Regions from separate parts of the Mus musculus genome. Here all the other regions are linked to region 1. Evidence: chromatin contacts called from public Hi-C and HiChIP or PLAC-seq data. All regions are on one chromosome and are shown on one strand. Each heading gives the region's core, a stretch centred on a gene start, on an enhancer-like site or on the middle of the called end of the contact. The rest is flanking DNA. Distances are from core to core; before and after follow the strand shown. Region 1 has its middle 150 kb from the start of Gm12511. Region 2 overlaps Gm34687 (a long non-coding RNA gene). Region 3 has its middle 59 kb from the start of Gm34628. Region 4 overlaps Gm34687 (a long non-coding RNA gene). Region 5 has its middle 55 kb from the start of Gm34628.

What was found. A called contact is a pair of places that touch in the nucleus more often than the background predicts. HiChIP or PLAC-seq counts read pairs in DNA pulled down with a chosen protein or histone mark.
Region 2: a contact with region 1 is called in a Hi-C map of uterus, with 5 times the contacts expected there. The contact joins two enhancer-like sites. A contact is called at or near these places in 1 of 484 Hi-C or Micro-C datasets (uterus) and 2 of 115 datasets of contacts at active chromatin or transcription factors (astrocytes and embryonic stem cells).
Region 3: a FOXA1 HiChIP or PLAC-seq map of pancreatic cancer cells shows a contact between it and region 1. The contact joins two enhancer-like sites.
Region 4: a contact with region 1 is called in a Hi-C map of uterus. The contact joins two enhancer-like sites. A contact is called at or near these places in 3 of 39 promoter capture datasets (the 3T3-L1 cell line and cranial neural crest), 4 of 484 Hi-C or Micro-C datasets (the C2C12 cell line, the HL-1 cell line, muscle stem cells and 1 more) and 3 of 115 datasets of contacts at active chromatin or transcription factors (embryonic stem cells, fibro-adipogenic progenitors and stem cell-derived neural progenitor cells).
Region 5: a contact with region 1 is called in a FOXA1 HiChIP or PLAC-seq map of pancreatic cancer cells. The contact joins two enhancer-like sites. A contact is called at or near these places in 4 of 115 datasets of contacts at active chromatin or transcription factors (embryonic stem cells, extraembryonic endoderm stem cells, pancreatic cancer cells and 1 more).

The regions. Positions count from the first base shown.
Region 1 is chr4:55,721,116-55,723,815 of GRCm38.p6, forward strand. No RefSeq gene overlaps it. Among named protein-coding and RNA genes, the nearest start is that of Gm12511, 150 kb to the left of the region's middle. Within about 2 kb of position 1,411, at least 70 of the 459 cell types and tissues checked have an H3K27ac peak or open chromatin away from gene starts, as enhancers often do. A contact at or near this core is called in astrocytes, pancreatic cancer cells and uterus, where this site is marked.
Region 2 is chr4:56,643,370-56,646,069 of GRCm38.p6, forward strand. The region is part of intron 6 of Gm34687 (a long non-coding RNA gene); the gene reads right to left. Among named protein-coding and RNA genes, the nearest start is that of Gm26144, 34 kb to the right of the region's middle. Within about 2 kb of position 1,407, at least 130 of the 459 cell types and tissues checked have an H3K27ac peak or open chromatin away from gene starts, as enhancers often do. A contact at or near this core is called in astrocytes and uterus, where this site is marked.
Region 3 is chr4:56,417,898-56,420,597 of GRCm38.p6, forward strand. No RefSeq gene overlaps it. Among named protein-coding and RNA genes, the nearest start is that of Gm34628, 59 kb to the right of the region's middle. Within about 2 kb of position 1,409, at least 28 of the 459 cell types and tissues checked have an H3K27ac peak or open chromatin away from gene starts, as enhancers often do. A contact at or near this core is called in pancreatic cancer cells, where this site is marked.
Region 4 is chr4:56,681,085-56,683,784 of GRCm38.p6, forward strand. The region is part of intron 5 of Gm34687 (a long non-coding RNA gene); the gene reads right to left. Among named protein-coding and RNA genes, the nearest start is that of Gm26144, 3.4 kb to the left of the region's middle. Within about 2 kb of position 1,292, at least 1 of the 459 cell types and tissues checked has an H3K27ac peak or open chromatin away from gene starts, as enhancers often do. A contact at or near this core is called in uterus, where this site is marked.
Region 5 is chr4:56,532,077-56,534,776 of GRCm38.p6, forward strand. No RefSeq gene overlaps it. Among named protein-coding and RNA genes, the nearest start is that of Gm34628, 55 kb to the left of the region's middle. Within about 2 kb of position 1,270, at least 71 of the 459 cell types and tissues checked have an H3K27ac peak or open chromatin away from gene starts, as enhancers often do. A contact at or near this core is called in pancreatic cancer cells, where this site is marked.

The DNA.
Region 1 (2,700 bases), core at 161-2,660:
AAGAGAGGGACAGAACATGGCTAAGTACCTTCAATGAGCCTAGCCCCTTGTCAGAGACATCCAACTGTAATGGGAATTCAATTGAGCTCATAAGAAGTGATAGAACTTCCTGAACAGTCCTGTAAACAAGGTGGGGCTAGGGGCTCTGAGCATCAAAAAGCTCTTTGTAGGCTCTTCGGAGAACACCCAAGCAAGCTACACATCGTCGGGTCAACGAAAACCAAGCTTTGTGAGAAGGAAGATCCTGGGAGAAAATGGTTTGAATATCCACTTCAAGTCAGTGGACATCAGGTTAAACTGCTGTTGGTGCAAGCTGCAGAGGCACAGGGGGATAGGGAAACACACGGGATCTGGGGTGGGGCTGGGGCATTTATTTACAGCAGATTTCAGATCGTGAATAGGTGTTTTCTGGTCAGTGAAGAGAGGAAAGCAGTAATATATGCCATCATGTTTAAAAGCTTTTCAGTAGGTTCAGCATGACTGTGGCCATTGGGAGGAGTGGATAGCAATAAGACTCTAGAGAGCCCTAGACAGACTAGCAGGTGTAGGAGCCGACAAGCCAGGGCCGTAGCCTTATACTGAGGAGGGCTCTGACCAAGAGGAGATGCTTTTCCTGTCCCAAGTTGACTTGAACCCAGACCCTATGCCCTTCTATTTCCTGTTTCGTCCCTGATTAGCATAAGCAAGTGACTCTCTAATTTGGGAACTGTTCCAAGAGCACACAATGCTAAAACCCCAACAGAAAGCTGGGAATTTCAAAAAGAGGCATGCCCAGGCAGGGACCCAGCTCCTGAGGGATGGGTGGACAGGAGGAGGGTTGACAGGAAGCCAGCTCAGACCTCTCTTTAAGCTGCTTCTCCTCTGGGGGGAATTGGGGTGTGTGTGTCTTGTAGCAAATATTTGTCACCAGAGGGAAATCTTGGCTGGCCTCAGGATCGCAGATAATTAAGAGATATGATTTATCACTGGCAATGTCTCCAGGCCTGGCCAGAGCATGAGTAAATGTTTTCCAAGCTGCTTGGCCTTTCGCTCAGCCACACTGCTGGGGAGGCTCTGCTTGCATGCCAGGGATCTCAAGTTGTTTGAACTGTGATATAGCAGCAGGGATAGGGGGTGAGCCTGTAGTGCGTCCCAACAAAGGTCCCCTGGGCAGCTAGTCCTGGCTTTTGACAGAAAGGTGGTCTGGTAAAAATCAATAGAACCAGGCAGGTTTGGGAGGAATTCCCACATATATAACAGTGGGCAACTCGCTTGGCTTAACTGATCTGCCTCAGTTTCCTAGTATTTGGAATTAACAGAGAGATTTGAAATGAAGCAATGTTGAGCCGCAGGGAACACTTAGTAATGCCTGGAAGAATTCTTTGGTTGTCACAACTCTGAGAAGGCCATATAGGGAGCGGGAAGAGGTCAGAGTTGCTGGTGAGTGCTGAATGACGACCACGGGATGGCCCTGCCAGTCCTTGGCTCCTGTGTCCCCAGGGCTGAGACTGAGAAATCCTGAGGCATAGTGATGACATAGAGTAGTTGGCGATGTAAGTGACAGCACGTGGGCTGTACTGCTCTGCTGGACATGAAGTGGCCCCGACTGTGCTAAGTCATTACCATGGAAGTTACGAAAGTCATTAAAAAAAAACACACACACTTTAAGGCTACCACCAGTCTGAGGTAGATTTGGAGGAAAAGGCCACCTGAATACAGAAGGACAAATTAGACCTCCCCCACCCCAAAGAGCTCCTCTCTCCTCCCTCTTTTCCTTCTCCTCTGCCCTTTTGTTCACCATTTATTGAGCATGGATTTTTTTTATTAGGAGCTAGAGATTTGAGCTGTGGAATTGACTAGAAGAATAACTTGTATGTCTTTGAAATGTCCCTCAAATAGATCACTATTGATTTTATGAAAAAGAATCCCATAAAGAAAAGCACAATGAGCTATATAGACAAGTTGGTGGCAAGTGTGTGTCTATAGTCACAGCAGTGCAAGGTGAGTTCCCTGAGGCCTGCCTGCAGGGTGTGAGGTCAGCATCCTACCCCATTTTAGTGATCCCCTCCCTGTCCAGTGGATGACTGGAGTCCTTTCCAGATGACTAGCTGCTGTTGGCCTGAGGTGAGGGGCCCTGGGCCAGACCCTGAGTGAGATGTGGATCTGAGCATCCGCTCAGGGACCAACTCTGCTTATGGGCCTGCCCTGCAGCTGGCCATGGGAGTGTTTGCAGAAGGAGAGGAGGGATTGCTGAACAGCTCCCATGTGCCCATCCTGCATTGAAAGGAGCCTGGCTAGATGCCTGGGGCAAGCTGTTGGCTCTTGTTTTCTCTGAAGAGATTGGAGGGGAGTATTTGTATTCCATCTTAAAGCCCTGGCAGCAGGTTTAGGGTTGTCTTGCCACAGCAGAGGCAAAAGCCAGCTTCTAATTTAGAAGTGTGTCTGTAAATGAGAACACACACACACACACACACACACACACACACACACACACACACACACAGAGTGAGAGAGAGAGCGCCATAATTCTCTCTCTCTCTCTCTCTCTCTCTCTCTCTCTCTCTCTCTCTCTCTCAAATTAGCCTCTAGGGTTTCCCCCCTAGTACTTCCAGCCATGGCAAGATGTACCCCTCAAGGAAATGCAATCAATAGGATCGGGTGCTCATAGGACAAAAGAGGCAAGCATAGGAGAGATCAGGTTGCTAGAACTCCCTGCATTTT
Region 2 (2,700 bases), core at 157-2,656, 920 kb after region 1:
TATGTCTCCTTTAGCTATGGCACAAACAAAAAAAAAAAAAAAAAAAAAAAAAAAAAGAAGAAGAAGAAGAAGAAGAAGAAGAAAAATCTATATCTCACACTGCTAGAAAACCCAGAAATCCAGAGCTGGTTTCCAACCAGGCCTGTGAGAAGCAGAGAATATTCTGGGCTGGGAAAAGAGGAATTGTGGATCATAGAGATGCTGAGGAGGGTTGAGCTAAAAAAAAAAAAAAATTAAGCAAAGCATAGCTACTGGAGGCACACACTCAGCTCAAGGCAAGGCCCCAAGGGGAACAAACATTCTCTGTGCCATAAAGGACAGAGGATGGCAGAAGAGACATTTGGAAGGCAGCCAGAGCACCTGCCACCATGTGACACATGTAGGAATAAGAGACTTCCCCGGAGGCTACCAGATCCTAGGTGGGACTAAGGCTCAAACTTTGAAAAAGGTCTAGGAGACCAAATGTTTAGTTGGAATATAAGTGTGGCACCAAATGAAGACCTCCAAGAGCCTATGGCTGCATTCTGAGTTAAGAGAGGTTAGACCCTATGCAGAAGACAGAAGAAAAAAGGTCTATGATTCGTCCCAGGAGAAGCTGTAATGGCAGGGACAGGGTTTGTTTGGCCTCACAGGATATCCTAACCAAGCAACAGCAGCATCCAGCCTCTGAGAATGACGTCCTCTGCTCGTTCCTGCCCTTCCCTGAGTGTGTCTGGGCATGTTAAAACCGTGACGTGAGCTACTTGCCACACGCAAGAAGTGAGGTAACGGGAAGAAGAAACCATGCCCGTCAGACCGGAGTCCTCAGCACAGTTACTTAAAGCATTGCTGGTCATCAAACTAACAGGCCACTGGTCACCATGGTAACAGCAATCAAAACACCAATTCCTGCTTTCCTGAGCTGGTGTTGAATGACGATTGTGCTGCACAGAGGAGCAACTTAATCCCTCAGTGCACAATAAACAGAGTTGCCAGCTCCAGCCTCGTAGAAGATGGAGAAAAATAACTTGCGAGCGGACAAAGTACATTTCTCAGGGTGGATGCATGATTCGAGCCAAGAACTCAAGGAGGGAATCTTTTTGCTCAGCTTGAAGTCATTGCTGTCTCTGAGCCGCTTCCCCCACCCATCACAGTTTTTAGGGAGGGAGACTGTTACGACTGCTTAAGAAACATGATGAATTTGTTTTAAACCCCAGATATGTGCATCTCTAGCCTTCCTGGCAAAATTCAGACAAAAATTTAATGACGGCTGTGAAATACTCACATTCGAAGTAGATCTGATAATTTTCCTTTATGTCACCAAGGCAACACAGAATTCATCTTCATCTCTTTGGAGGATAGTGATCCTCTCCAAATGCCTGATGCAAGCGTGAAACACAAGCCTCCCCCTCCTTTTGTTCCACCCCTACAGCCGAGTGAAGCCAAAATCCCTGGATCTAGGCCCATTGGCTGCCAAGTCACAGCTGTCTTGGGTTTCCTCACTCCAAGGTCACTGGGCAAAATCGTAGAGACCCTGGGATGCACCATAAATCCAATTCCTCTTTTCAAAGCCTATTTCCTTCTCTTCTCCTATAAGAGTCTCAGAGAGGTACATTCTAATACAACAAAGTACACAAGGAATCCTGCTTTAATTCCCTTCTCCACTCTATTCCATCAGCAGATCAAGGGCCCAAGACTGGCAGATGCCAGTTGCTACATCTCACTCCAGATCTGCATGGAGAATGGAGTAAGTGGCTGGGTAGACACCAGTCTGAATGCCCTGTGGTCAGCTGTGTACCTTTGGACTAGCCAGTTCTGGTCAAGGGCAGAAGCCATTTGGAACCCACAGAGCTATCCAATCCCAAGTCCAGTGATTCACTGAGTCTCTCAAGAAACCACAGTCTTCCTTGAACTATGACACGGTGTAACCTTTGGTTGTGAGTGTTTTGCCACAGTTTGTTTCTCTAACTTTAGCACAGAGATAGTATCCTGTGCAGAGGTGTAATCGCTGTGTACCTACTCCTTGGCAGCTATTACGTTTCTCTGGCTATAAAAGCCTAAATCAAAACATAGTCTCTGTGGAGTTCCAATTTTTCTAGGTGTATAATGAGTCTACCTCATAGGATCACTGAGTGAATTTAAAATACAAGATGTGAGCCAGAGGGAAAGACCATCAGCTAAAGGTAGAGCTACCAAGCCTCATGACCTGTGTTTGAATCCCAGGAGCCACATGGTAGAAATGGAGAATCAATTCCCACACATTGTCTTCTGACCTCCCCACATGTACTGTAATGTAGTCACACACAAATAGTAATATTAAACAGGCTGAGCAAGTTATGTTGGGTGTGTGTGTGTGTGTGTGTGTGTGTGTGTCTGTGTGTCTGTGTGTCTGTGTGTCTGTGTGTCTGTGTGTCTGTGTGTCTGTGTATGTGTGTCTGTGTGTCTGTGTGAGTGTGTATGTGTAACAATGACAATTATGAGAAAAGAGCCCATGAATTTGAAAGGGAACCAGAGGAAAACATGGTAGGGATTAAAGAGAGGGAAAGGAAGGGAGAAATTACATAATTATATTTTGACTTTAAATAATAATAATAGCCGGGTGGTAGTTGGCGCACGCCTTTAATCCCAGCACTTGGGAGGCAGAGGCAGGCAGATTTCTGAGTCCAAGGCCATCCTGGTCTACAGAGTGAGTTCCAGGACAGCCAGGGCTACACAGAGAAA
Region 3 (2,700 bases), core at 159-2,658, 700 kb after region 1:
ACCTCAGGCAAGGCTTTGGAACTGTGGTGGCAAAGGAATTTTCATTGTAAAATTGTACCTTTAAACCTCATTTTGAAATGTCATTTGGATGCACAGTATTTAGCACAAAAACAAGTAATTGTAGTCTTAATATTAGTTATATATTCAATTGTACAGTTGGGAGGCACTATAACTTGTCAGCTCTTTAAAAACTGGAGTAGGAGCTGGAGGAATGGATCCACAGCCTGTCCTCGGTGGGAGAGGATGCACCTAATCCTATAGAGACTTGATGCCCCAGAGAAGGGGGGATGCTGGCGGGAGGGGTGAGGTGTGGGAGGGTGGGGGAGCACCCTCTCAGAGGCATAGGGGAGGGGGGATAAAGTGAAGAACTCTGGGAGGGAGAACTAGGAAAGGGGGCAACATTTGGAATGTAAATAAATAAAATAATTTAATTTTAAAAATTGAAAAAAAAAAGCCTACTGTTCTTACAGAGAACCCTCCATGCTGGGCAGCTCACAGCTGTCTATAAGTCCAACTCTGAGGAAACTCATGTCCTCTCTGGCCTACACAAGACCTTGCCTCAGGAGTACGTAACCACAACCACACACACATAATACACATTTAAAATAAATCTTTAAAATGGATGTATTACATACACACTACATACTAGCCAGTTAGACTACATTTCCACTTTTTAGAACAACAAAAAATCCTCTAATCTTTTCACATTTCAGAAATATCATAGCACACATAGACACACATCTGAATTATGATTCATGAGGAGTAATAACACGTATGGTAAAAAAAAAAAATTTAGTGACTAAATTCATAGCCATACTGTGTGGTAAGTATTGTTAGCTTTAATTTTATTGTTAATGGGATCCAAAAGCTGATTCATGCAAGGTCACCTAGATAATTAGCCCAAAAGGTTTTAAACAAAATTGCTGACTCAAATCCTCATGATTTGCCAGCTACAGCAAGCCCTGATGAACAGTAGACATGAAGGATCACCAGCAGTCTCAAGACCTAGGAATTAGTCAGCCCTAGAGGGCCAGGGCACAGGGTCCTCACATGCCAGTATTTTGACCATAATGCTGAAAAGCTCACTCCTTTTGGATGCTCAGCTACATTACCGAGGGACTAGCCAGGCCTTCTCAATACGATATGAATGGACAGGGTGGATACCATAAAGCAAATGAGTCTGCCACACATTCTAGGGAAAATGATACTTGGAGCAGTCAGAAGAAAGAAAAGACCCAACAAGGTCTGAAGGGAGTCATTATCTGGAGCAATTAGCAGGGTCTACAGTCTGTGCCTTCCATCTTTAGGCTCATAAAAATCTTCCTTGTCAGAGTTATAGATTTGCCTAGACCCAGACCGTTGACTCACTTACTAACACATGTGGACATTCATCAGAGGAGTTGTCAAATCTGCTCACTCCCAGTGAGGAAAGCCATTGTCAAGACAATGGATGCTGTGTCAGCCTGACCAGCCTTGGACAAGCAGTGTGCAAAGCCAAGTCAGTGGAGCCTCTGTTGTGGGTCTTGATCAGAGCTAGGGAAATAACCAGGTGAGCTCATGTTTAATGATACCAGACAGGTTAACTGGCTAATGCTCTTTGTCCCATTCTGAGACAACTCACTAGAGCAAAAGGAAAACTGAGGTCAACCTGATAAAGTGCCAGACATGAAACTGCTGAGATGACAGGGAGGCGGGTCCCTGGTCACTCTCTTCTCACCAAATCCTCTCTCTAGCAACTCCATCCTGATGGACAGATTCTAAATGGAGATTGTGAATGCCAAGTTTACTTGTGGTCAGGACTAATGTAAGCGTGTGAGTCATTCCGATCCCTTGGGGAGACCTCACCTTACTCAAAGCTAACAGTTTATATGTGGACATCTGAGCTTGATTCTCAGAGCTCAGTCTGTCACTAGCAAGCCTGTGTCAGGGCAATCTGACTGATGATTTTACAAATAGAAATTAAACTAAAGAATGTACTGTCAAACCAACACAAGGTTCATGGCGGTGGGGACTGGCAAGCACACACATATTCAAGGTTTTATATATATTCCTATACCTGTATGTTGATACATGTATAGATGAGCTCAAAATATTATAAATTTTAATCATCCTTTCTTCATTTTCAGATGAGGAAGCCTTAGCTAACTTCCTTGTCTATAGTTGTAAGCCAGAAAGTAACAGATATTCACAATTAAAAAAAATTCTCCATTCATCCTATTATCTCAGAACACTCTTTAATTTTCTATGAGCACCAATTTTAATAATATAATATTCTAAACATCTCTACTTTACTTAAACTATTGTAAGTATCTTCTTATATTAAATATGATTCGAAAACCACCACTGAGCGAGCTGACTTGCTATCTCATCAGTGAGGCATCAAAATTGGGTAGCCAAGTTGCTTTCCATTTTTTCTTTTTCAAGTAGAACTGCAGAGAAAATCCTCTCAGAAAAGCATTTTAACAAACACTTGTTTCAGAATTATTTTCAGGTCACAGGAAAGAGTGTCTTTCTCAGTTTCTCCTGGTGCTAGCACCTCGCCTTTCCATAGTACAGCCCTGACAATGGAAAAACTGAACTTTGATGCTTTGTTCTGCTTTCATTAGGTTTCCCACCAATGGTGTGCTGTTCCAGGATCCAAACCAGCATGTTGCACTGCACTGAGTGTAGCAAACTGTATACATGCATGTGCCATTTCTA
Region 4 (2,700 bases), core at 42-2,541, 960 kb after region 1:
GAGGGAAGTGTAGGGGAAATGCTTCAAAATACAGGCACAGGCAAGGACTCTTTAAATGGGTTTTCAGTCACTCAGAAAAGTACGGTACCAACTGACAGTCAGACCCTCAGAAGATCAAACTGCAGAGCTTAGGAGGCGGTCGGGTGAAGAGACAATGACTGAATCAGAAAGGAAACCTTTGCTAGCGAGCAGGAGCCTGCATGTGCCCACTTCCCCTATCCCCAGTTCATAAGCCCGGTGACTCAGAGGATGGCAAGGCCTGCCTCTGGTCTGAGTGCAAATGCCTGCAGTGTGTGCAGAAGCTAGTAACTACAGCTTCCTCCTGCTGTGTGTTTACAGCCTGGGACTGCTCGCCTACAGAAACCTCCTATAGTCCAGCTAGCCCCACGCCCTATGCTGGGCATAATAAAAACCGAGGTCCCAGAGTGCAGTTGTGTTATTGACACAGTTCCACTAAGGTTCACACAGCCTGTCTGATAGAAGCTTTTCAGTGACCCTGTGTCTCTCATCTCCATCCCTCACTCTTCCTTCTTCTCGGGACACATGGCCTAAGACACTTCTTCTTCTAAAAAAAAAAAAAAAAATCTATTTATTTACTTACTTATTTATTTGTGTACACTGTAGCTGTCTTCAGACACACCAGAAGAGGGCAGCCCATTCACGTTTCCACACTAGGCCATGTTGGACGTGGCAGATTATTAACTCTGAGGGAGACAAGTGCTTACTAACACACAGTTGTGGGAATGGCAGTGTAGCTCAGTGGTAGAGCAAATGGTTAGTATGCACAAAGCACTGGGTTCAATGCCTGTGATGGCGAAGGAGAAGAATTCAATGCTACCATGACTGCATCTCGTGTTGCTTTGCTTAAATGTGTGGTCAGGCCCCCCTGTACACTGGGGACATTGCCGCAGATGTTGCCCTGTCTCCAGGACTGTTCCATCTCTGCCCACTGGGGCCTTGTTTTATACTCATGTGCAGGTTTGCATGGCTGGTCCTCACATGGCAGAACCCACAGACACCCCACACCCCACTCACCCCCACCCCCATTAAAAGCTGAGCCTAGCGGTGGCTTACAGAACTGTGGATCTGTCCACCAGTCTGGGTACTAACTCAGAAAAGCACAAGTTTTCCCTTTTTCTTTTTCCTTTTTCTTTTTTCTTTTCTCTTTCCTTATGATATAGGCCAAAGCCTCTGACACTTGGGGCTTCCCTTCCTCCAGAGCACCCTGCTCTTTCCCTACACAGATGCTTGGCCTGCCGCCATTTTGCTAACCTTCATGCCTAACTCATAAGCATGACTTTCTCTCGTCCTCCCTTCTCCCCGTCTCTCCCCCAGCAGCTGCTGAGACTTAAAGCATGCCTGCCCTGTTGTTGTTTTTCTCTGAGACTCTAATAAAATTGTCCATGAGCTTCCAAAAACAAAATTGAGCCTAAGTGAATTTGTGTGTTATTTTCATTAAGGATCCTTTGAAACGTCTGGGCTATGAACATCCGAGTTGGCCATCCATTCATGGTGGGGGATAAGAAAACAGACACTTTGCACATGTCACGGGTGGCTTAGTGCATATGCACCACTGATGACTATCTTGCTCAGAGTGAACTCTCCAGTCCAGGTAGCCCTGGAGAAGAACAAGGGTGAGACCTGCAAATGCTGACATGACCTGTGTTTCAGAAGTGTCTTAGCAGGGCTGGAGAGATGACTCAGCGGTTAAGAGCACTGACTGCTCTTTCAGAGGTCCTGAGTTCAATTCCCAGCAAACACATGTTGGCTCACAACCATCTGTAATGGGATCCGATGCCCTCTTCTGGTGTGTCTGAAGACAGCTACCGTGTATACACATAAATAAATAAATAAATAAATAAATAAATAAATAAATAAATCTAGAAGAAGAAAAAGGAGAAGGAGGAGGAGGAGGAGGAGGAGGAGGAGGTGGTGGTGGTGGTGGTGGTGGTGTCTTAGGCCATGTGTCCCGAGAAGAAGGAAGAGCAAGGACTGAAGATGAGAGAGGCAAAGACATCATAAGTCTCGCCATCATGGCTGACCACGTGACCCAAGGGATAAGACTAAGCTCAGGGTGACTGCCACAGTTTCTCTTCACACACACACACACACACACACACACACACACACACACACACACATACACACACACACACACACCACAAAGCCTGCTGGCTGGAGGGAAAAAACCCATAAAGTTTTGGGGGTGTCTCCTGTCTTCCCAGACCACCAGCACAGCTCATCCTGTCTTCACTTCCAATTGTTTGTGGTCCTAGGCTCATAAACTCCAGGATTCCTGTTACACTTCAGCATGCCACAGTTTGCTAGGAAGCAATGATTGAGCTCCTACTGTATACCAGCTGCAACTCTAAGCCCCTGAAACCCTACTTTGTCAAAACTGCTGCTGGGTATACCTCCCTAGAATGTCATCCATGCCCTGCCTACCAGGTTGGCAGCCTCAGCCTGCACAGCTCACACTGGAGATGGCATTTTTAGGACAGGTTCCTATGCTCCATTGTGGGGGGAAGGACTTATAAATGAAACTAAAAGCCAGGGCCAAGCCTAGAGACACACGCTGGGTCACCATGAAGCTGTTGTATGGCATTGTGCCAATCTTTACTGCCAGCAGAGATGGTCACATGAAGATGTCCACCAGAGTAACTCACCTGGGCTGTGTGCTGTGTTTCAAGCACTCCCCCA
Region 5 (2,700 bases), core at 20-2,519, 810 kb after region 1:
TGGGGCTATATAATGGGACTTTGTTTAAATAAATCATACATGTATGCATACACACACACAGGATATGGTTGTCAAAAATGTAATTAAACCTGAGTCCCCTTATCCCTAAACAGGACATGGCAACATTTTCCATCCCATAAAGATAGAGTTTTTCAATTTAATCCAAATTTAGGAAGTAGCTACTTGAAATACAGAGAGAGACTAGTAGATTTCGTGTACAAATGCCATGGCACCTTTGGTAGGGGAAGGAAGGGGATGGTGATGAGAACAGAAATTGATTCTAAATTAAGAGAGTCCCTAATTAAAGTTATATCATTAAGCACCTGATCTCTTTCTTTGCAGGACCACAAAATATTCCTGTGTGAGAATTTCTCACCAGCCCATCAGGCACCTTTAGAGGTAGGAAAACAGAAAAGGGTGTTATTCTTCTTTGTATGTAAGGTGAGCCTGGTCCAGCTACAAATTGAGATGGACTTTGACCCTTCACCCAACTTCTCCAGCTAGTTCCAATCTGAACATTGTGGTGAAAATATGACCTTAAGTGACCCCCACCAGCCTCTGAGGTCACTAAACTAGCTCTATGGCATCTCTGGAAATGCAGAGTTGCACCAAAAGCCCATTGACTGGTGCCAGCTGCACACTGAGCCCAGAGCTGGCCTCCAGGACAGCAAGGTGTATAGACTTTGATGATCTGCCCACGAACTCTATGGAAGTCAGAAAGATAACCAAGGAAAATTCCATGAGGAATGTTCCAGAACTGATTCCACCTGGGCAGTTTGGAAATCATGTAACAGAAAAGGTTCTCTTTTGAGAGTTCACCAAATAAGGAAATGGATAAGGGAAAGCCGGGTCACAGGAACGTCATAAGCAAAGTAGGGCCAAGGAGTATAGGAAGCTATTCAGTGTCATGCTCAGAAACATAAGTGGTCTGGAGGCAGGAATTGTGAAAGGTGATGCTCGGGAAATGAGCAGGAGCCAAGTCATGAAGGGATGCTCTGTGTGCCAAAGGAAGAGGTCTGGCCTCTGTCCAGCAGCTACGGACCAGCCACCGAGAGCTTTGAAATTCCGAAGTGACGTGGTCAGACTCACCCTCCGATCATTCCCTCTAGGGCACTAAGAAGCAGATGGTCTGAGCAGAGAGCGAAGGCTGGGAGGTGAATTGTAAAGAGTTTTATTGCTATTTTTATGTACAGCCTCTGTTCTAAAAGAAACAATAGAGGGTTAAGTCATGGGGCCCCATAATGGGGCATGTGGGCCAAGGTGCAGGCTGTCTGGCACTGGATACATGGACACATGTTGGTGAGTCGGGTCACGGTGATGAGTAAGAGGCAACTAAGAGAAGGAAGACACAACAAAAACCCCAGGATTGTATGACCCTGGGCAGCTCAGTGACCCTCACACAGCCACAGAGTCCTCACGCATGTGGTGGCAGTCACCTGGCCAGCGTGCTTGTGAGTCAGAGGCACACAAAGTCCCTGGCAGAACGTGAGACCTAGAGCAGGTCCTCCATAGGGGTAGCCACCACCATAGAAGTGGAAACGCTTCCTTCTGCCAAGAATGCTCTCAGCACTCAGAAAGGATCCATTCACGGAGACAGAGGCTTCCTGCACTGAGTAACCAAAGCAAACAAGAGCAATAGGGACGGAGCCTGAGTTACTACCTACAGGGGAGGTTCAGGTGTCCCTCTGATGGAAAGCAAAACCCAGCTCAAGTCAAACAAGCCTGTACACACCGATCAGAGCTATGTGTTCTCAGCAGCCCTGGGCACAGTCCCACAGAACCTGGTTTGACAAGCTGCACTGGCCTGATGCCCAGGTCCAGATCAAACCTAGGAGGCCTGAAGCTGCTTTGATAATCAATCTCTCTCTCTCTCTATATATATATATATATATATATATATATATATATATATACACACACACACACACACACACACGCACGCACGCACGCACGCACGCACGCACACACCTGTTTATCTCCTCTCTCACTCAGAGGGTCAATCATTGCTAAGTAGTACCCATGTCCCTGTGGCTCTAAGCTCTGAGTGCAGATTCCCGAATTGGAGCAACTAGCTCACCAGTCAGAAACAAGCCTGGCTCCTCAGTTAGCACTCTCAGAGGTAGAGTTACTCACACTCACGGGTCAGACAAGGATGAAGAAACCCACCCTAAAGCACTTGCATGGAAAGCAAAGAGCCCATGGATGAAGACATTGCTTCACCCAAGCTAGCTACTCTCCCTCATCCATCTCCTGACTCACATCCTCCCCACTGCAAACACTCCAGAAATACCCTCAGCCCCTAAGAGATACTGTCTCCTTCTGATAACATTGTATATTTCTCAGTGGACCCCACAGCCACGGCTGTTTCTCAACTGTGACTCACCTTTGAGCTCTGAAAAGACTTCATGTCTTCCTCATGAGGCTGAGATGTGGGTCCCTAAAAGTCACTAGTGACCTTTGCAAATGCAGAAAAATTCTCATCCACCCTCAGGATTATCCAACTCTAGTCTCCTCCGCACCTAGGAAGCTGCCTTTTCTCCTAGCTCCCCATGCTACAACGTATACCTCTTCTTCTGTCCACCTCTGGGTGTAAGCTTTCTGGAACTTTCTTCCTAGAGCCTCTTCTCTTTCCATAATCCTCTTCCTGAGAAATGCCACAGATAACCCCTTAATCCAGTAGTTCTTCAACCTTCCTAATGC